2 separate regions of the Rattus norvegicus genome follow, and region 1 is linked to region 2. Evidence: chromatin contacts called from public Hi-C data. All regions are on one chromosome and are shown on one strand. Each heading gives the region's core, a stretch centred on a gene start, on an enhancer-like site or on the middle of the called end of the contact. The rest is flanking DNA. Distances are from core to core; before and after follow the strand shown.

The links. Hi-C and Micro-C count contacts between places; a contact is called where the count stands out from the background.
Region 1: a Hi-C map of Schwann cells shows a contact between it and region 2, with 9 times the contacts expected there. The contact joins two enhancer-like sites. A contact is called at or near these places in 1 of 12 Hi-C or Micro-C datasets (Schwann cells) and 1 of 1 datasets of contacts at active chromatin or transcription factors (oligodendrocytes).

What each region holds. Positions count from the first base shown.
Region 1 is chr12:30,730,095-30,732,794 of GRCr8, reverse strand. All of the region lies in intron 5 of Auts2 (activator of transcription and developmental regulator AUTS2), which reads right to left. Among named protein-coding and RNA genes, the nearest start is that of Galnt17, 230 kb to the left of the region's middle. Within about 2 kb of position 1,409, at least 46 of the 93 cell types and tissues checked have an H3K27ac peak or open chromatin away from gene starts, as enhancers often do. A contact at or near this core is called in Schwann cells, where this site is marked.
Region 2 is chr12:30,054,292-30,056,991 of GRCr8, reverse strand. All of the region lies in intron 2 of Auts2 (activator of transcription and developmental regulator AUTS2), which reads right to left. Among named protein-coding and RNA genes, the nearest start is that of Auts2, 320 kb to the right of the region's middle. Within about 2 kb of position 1,406, at least 26 of the 93 cell types and tissues checked have an H3K27ac peak or open chromatin away from gene starts, as enhancers often do. A contact at or near this core is called in Schwann cells, where this site is marked.

The DNA.
Region 1 (2,700 bases), core at 160-2,659, 680 kb before region 2:
TGACCCATAAGCAGGCAGCACCGCTCCAGGGAACCCATCCTAGCCCAAGCGGGTGCGGGCATTTCCAGCCTAGGAGCCTATTGGATCTCCCCTGGGGGCTTTGGGTCCACTCCTAGAGGTGGGATCGCCTCTGTTGGCTAGGGCCGCCCCGGGTAGGTGCTCACAGCCGGTGAGCCGAGCCCAGCCGGCTCAGGGAGCTAGGAAAGTACAAAGGGGAGCGGGGGAGGGGTGGGGGAGGAAGGCCGGGCCCGCCAGACGCCAGCAGCCCGCCTACATTACCACCCTGGCCCGGCTGCGGCCGCAACAAAAGACCCCTCGACCCCTGCCTCCTCCCCCGCAACCGCGGACGGCGGGCAATCGAGTCGCCCCCCCCACCCCCAACGGTGGGGGGGGGGGGGACAACGTTACCTGGTCGCAAGGGGTTCGGTGGTCTTGTCAACCCCAAGTTCATGGTTTGAGTCCTCCGCTGGGTTCCCTCCGGGTAGATCACCACGCACCACCGGGAGAGAGCAACCAAAACCCAAGGCAGAGAAAACGCCCAACTCCAGCCGGCCCGGCTAGGTCCGCAAGTCTGTGTGTTTTGCTAATTCCTCTCCAAAGTCTCAAAGCCGAGGCACGCGAACCAAATCCGAACCGGAGCCGCAACGGCAGCAGAGCCAGCAGCAGCAGAAGCAGCACCCAGCTCCTCCACGGCAGCCGGGAGTCAGCGCCGCGCGCGCACATCCAACGCAGCCAAGTCCCGGGCGGGTGGCGGGGAGATGGGGAGGGGGCCCGGCCCGCGCGCTCTCCTGGTTGCTCCTGCGGGGCGCGCGGGGAACCGGCTGGCATAAACCAGGGGCTCAACTTCGTGCGCCCTGGGGACCTGGCAGGGCTGAAGAGCAGCGGCCCGGGAGCCGCTGCCGCGGCGCGCGGAGCTAAGAACGAGGCGGCTGCGGCGGCGACAGGACAAAGGAGACCATGTGCGGAGGGAGGGAGGAGGGAGAGGGAGGAGGAGGAGGAGGGCGTACGGCGGCAGAGGCGAAAGCAGCTCCCCGGCGGCCGCCTCGGGCTCCCCAACAGCGGGTGCCGCCTGTACGGCACTGCCGCGGGCTGATCTGATGGGTCCTGGGCCCGCCGCGGCGTGGCACCGACACGCTCCGGGAGTCGCGATCTGCCGCGGGTGTCGCCCGCCTGCGGTGCGGAAAGCTGAGGTTGAAGCTGCTACGGGGCGCGCGGGACTAGCTCCGCTCCGGCCTGCCTCTCCCGCCTGTTCCTGGCTCAAGTGAACTCCATCGGCGGCGCGCCGCCAGCGCCACCGGCTACCCGGGGCTGGATCGTGGCAGGGAAAGAGGTCCCTGGTGTTGACGCGGGGACACCCCTTTCTCCCACCCTTGCTCTCGCGCTCTGGACTTCGCTCTCCGGACTATACGGAGCGCGCCTTACTCCCGGCTCTCGGAGCGGGACTTCTCGGCGCGCCCAGCCGGAGCCGCCAGCCGGTGCCACCGCCCCTCCTCCGTCCCGCCCCACGCGCCCCGCCCCTCGCCACCCCTCCTCTCCGCCCTGGCGCCCGGTCGGCCCAGCGGGGGCGCAGTCCCTGGGTGCAACACTGACAGCTGTGGCTCCCACTACTCCCGCCTCCGGTAGCGGACGGGCCCCTGGTCCCCATGGCGCCTTTCTCCCTGCCTGCAGGAACCGCGATGCTCCTGTCCCCTTTGCAGCTACAGCTTGGGAGATTTGCACTAAACCAAGGAGAGGCTACTAGGCCCGCAGCCTAGGGCTGAATTGCCTCTAGGCCAGCCTCGTGTGCAAAGCGCTGGTTCTGAGAGAGGTATGGAGGTCCAGGGGTATAGATCTTGGGCACACAGTAGGTGCACGATACAACATATACAACATAATCTTTGCATTGTCTGACACAGAGGGGGATAGAATCCAAATCTAGGACAAAAAAAGGTCTTGATCTAACCCCCATCCCACGAATCACGGTAGGTTTCACAAACTGGCCACGTAGACAGCTCTCTCTCTGCACAATTCCTCAAACTATCCGACTTGTGTACACGTTCATACTCGCCAAGTGTGACTGAGGCTTCCCCTTCCATGCAGCAAATGTAAAGATTGGGAAAGCAAAGTCAAAGCTTCATTGCAAGGATGGGAACTGTATCGCCTATCACCAGGAAGCCAGCTCAGCTAAGCGCCCTGGGGGAGAGATGGATGGATGGATGGATGGGTGGGTGGGTGGGTGGGTGGATGGATGGGTGGATGGGTGGATGGATGGATGGATGGATGGATGGATGGATGGGTGGATGGGTGGGTGGATGGATGGATGGATGGATGGGTGGATGGATGGATGGATGGATGGGTGGATGGGTGGGTGGATGGATGGATGGATGGGTGGATGGATGGATGGATGGATGGATGGATAACCATGAATGCAGCCCCCAGTCATTTGAGTCACTGACCTTCTACCAGAACACACAGCCCCCTTTTTCTTTTTTAATTAAGTGTAAGATTCTCTCTCTCCCTCCCGACCAACCCCTCTGTGTGTGTGTGTGTGTGTGTGTGTGTGTGTGTGTGTGTGTGTTCTAGTGCTTTGTAGGACAGATCCCCTGGAGCTGTTAGTGACCTGATTTGGGTGTTGGGAACCAAAGCCCAGCCCTTAACAGAAACAACAAGCACTCTTACCTACTGAACTATCTCTCCACCCCCAACCCTGAAATTCTGTAA
Region 2 (2,700 bases), core at 157-2,656:
TAATATCTACATTACACTATTATATTCTATGAAATATATTCTTATTTCAGTCAAGGTAGCCCGGGATGGCCCGGGATGTATTACGTAACTGAAGTCTATTCTGCCTCCATATTCCAAGTGTTAGGATGACCACTATACATCCCAATACACAGTTTCTAACGTCCTCAAAGTCAAACACTAGGCTTCATGCATGCAAACCTGCCCTCTATCAACTAAAATACACCTCAAGGGCAAGGTAAAAGTCACGTTCACCAGACTGAAGTCATGATGTGTCTACAAAGCCATGTATACATCTTCAAAAGCTTCTTTCTGGCATGTCAGACGAAAACTACAGACCCATTCTCCTTAACTCTGTTTTATCTCTTGTTGCACCTTTTCAATCTACAATTGTTAGCTACATTCTCCTGGAAGACATATCTACATATCTAAATCCTTTCCTCTCCACCTATTTTCTCTAATAAACAGACCAGTCTCTTAGTATAAGAGCTTGATAGGGAAACACAGAGCATCACTCACACACATGTGTGTGCGTGTGAGTGTGTATGTCCACTCCTTCCCCACACAGCTGCCAGAATGCTTTTTAAACACACACACACACACACACACACACACACACACAGAGAGAGAGAGAGGGGGGGGGGGACTCATACTCGCTCACTCTCACACAGATTTCCAGAAGCCTCCCATCTGTTGTAAAATTCCACAATGATGCCTCTTTGCCAGAACCCTTCAGAAGCAAACACTAACCATAGTTCACCCCACTCATTTCCAGCCACCTACAATACAACACAAATGCCATTCCTCCTGGGCAAAGGTTAACATTGAGAGCCCACCGCCCCATATTCGTGTGTGGGGTTGTCTTTTGTGGTGTTTCCAGAGTCCATGACACACAGCTACGAACACTCTGCTTCTGTAGCAGGAGGCCTTCCCAGGGATCCTCAGGATGTACTGAAGCAACATCTGTTGCTGAAAGACCAGGAAGTCAAGTTGAGGGACTCTACTTATTTGAACTAACAGAACTATACAATGCTTCCAGATATGGCCAAGACTCTGAAGGCAGCTCAGATCCTGACGGAGGTAACAGACCACAGGTAAAGACACAGGAAAATGCTTTCAGGACACTGGCAAGCACTGCTGGGAAGAAGCCAACTCCGGCAAAGTGGCTGCATTTGTCTTGCTAAGGGTCAGCCATGACAGCATCTGTCAGGACGAGCTTGAACAGAGGAGCTCAGAACCCAGCCTAGCAGTAACAGGATACGCCAGTATCTGGTTGGAGCACAAACAAGGTAGACTTTTCTTCCTCTGGCACAGGGCAGGCACAGGGCCAAGCACACACAGTGCTCTCTGTTTTTGCAAGTCTAATGTGGTCTGCTGAGGGGAGGGGTGAGAGATCACCAGTTCATAATGACTCTCATTATGTCTGCTGCGTTCTGAGCCAAGATTAGACACTAGACAATCCTCTGTCCAGTGTCAAGGGCTTTCAACTGCCCTTTCAACAGGATAATTCCACTTCAAACTAATTTAGGTTTCTTATAACCCAGGCTACCAAAACTGATACACTTCACTGTCTCGGCCTGGAAAAAGAGGTTAATGTCTGCTCCAAAGAGGAATACAGATTTGGGTTTGGAGTCTGTCGGCTTCACATGAGCTACAACAAAAACAACACCCTAAAATCTCATCTGCTCAGCTGTCAGCCTCCCTGCAGGACCTGTGACCCTCCTTATTACTGCATCCACTTCTAAATATTACAGTCCTTTTAATATAGAGCCTAGAGAACATTCCAGAAGAATGTTAGAAAAGATGTTAGCATTTCCACTAAAACCAACAAGGTTGTGTGAGGTTCATTTCAGGACAGAAACTAGGCTCTGGAGGTAATTACTATATTTGAGACCGAGCAGCAAAAATCAGACATTTTTAAGTAAACCTTCACAGGAGACGCTGACACACTGTAACGGTTATTCATTAAATTTTCAAACAGTAACTCACCTTTGTCTTCCAAAGACTGAAAAAGTCCAGCGACAAAACAGAAGACTAAAGCCTGGAGTGGGTTCAGGCTCCTATCTCCAGCACCAAGGGCAGAGGTGAAAGCAAGACTGTGGTAAGTTTGACGCCATTCTAGACCGCAAGTGTCGTGCGAGCTAAGCATACACAGCAAAGCTTGAAAAAATTAAAGAAAAAAATAAAAACCCTACAACAACCCATGCAGTTTGCAGTTTCCAAGAATTCACAAAGGCAATAAAGACAAGATGTTTATTCAGAAAACTCGAAATCCAGGTAAGAATATATATAAAAAAAAAGAAAGAAAGAAAAGAAAAAGAAAAACCAAGCAACAGACACTCAACTATTAAATTAAAAGGTCATGCTTTGAGCGTCCAAAGCTTACTACAAACATACTAAACCCACCAATGTTTATATAAACACTGGAGATTTCCATTAAATACAAGTAATCTTATATATCTATCAGTGTATTTAATCACTCCTCCCTTAAGAACACACAGGCTTTGATGTGGTAACTTTTCCTCTAGGGGTGACTATTTCACACAGCCATTATCTGTGCCTACCCAAGCTTAAACAATTGTGCAGAATATTCTAGAGAAGCACTATTATATAACATTTTGCATTTAAAGTATCAAAGTTTCAAATAACCTTTCTACTGAAATAAAGTGAATAAACAACATAGAGTAACATGGAAATATAATG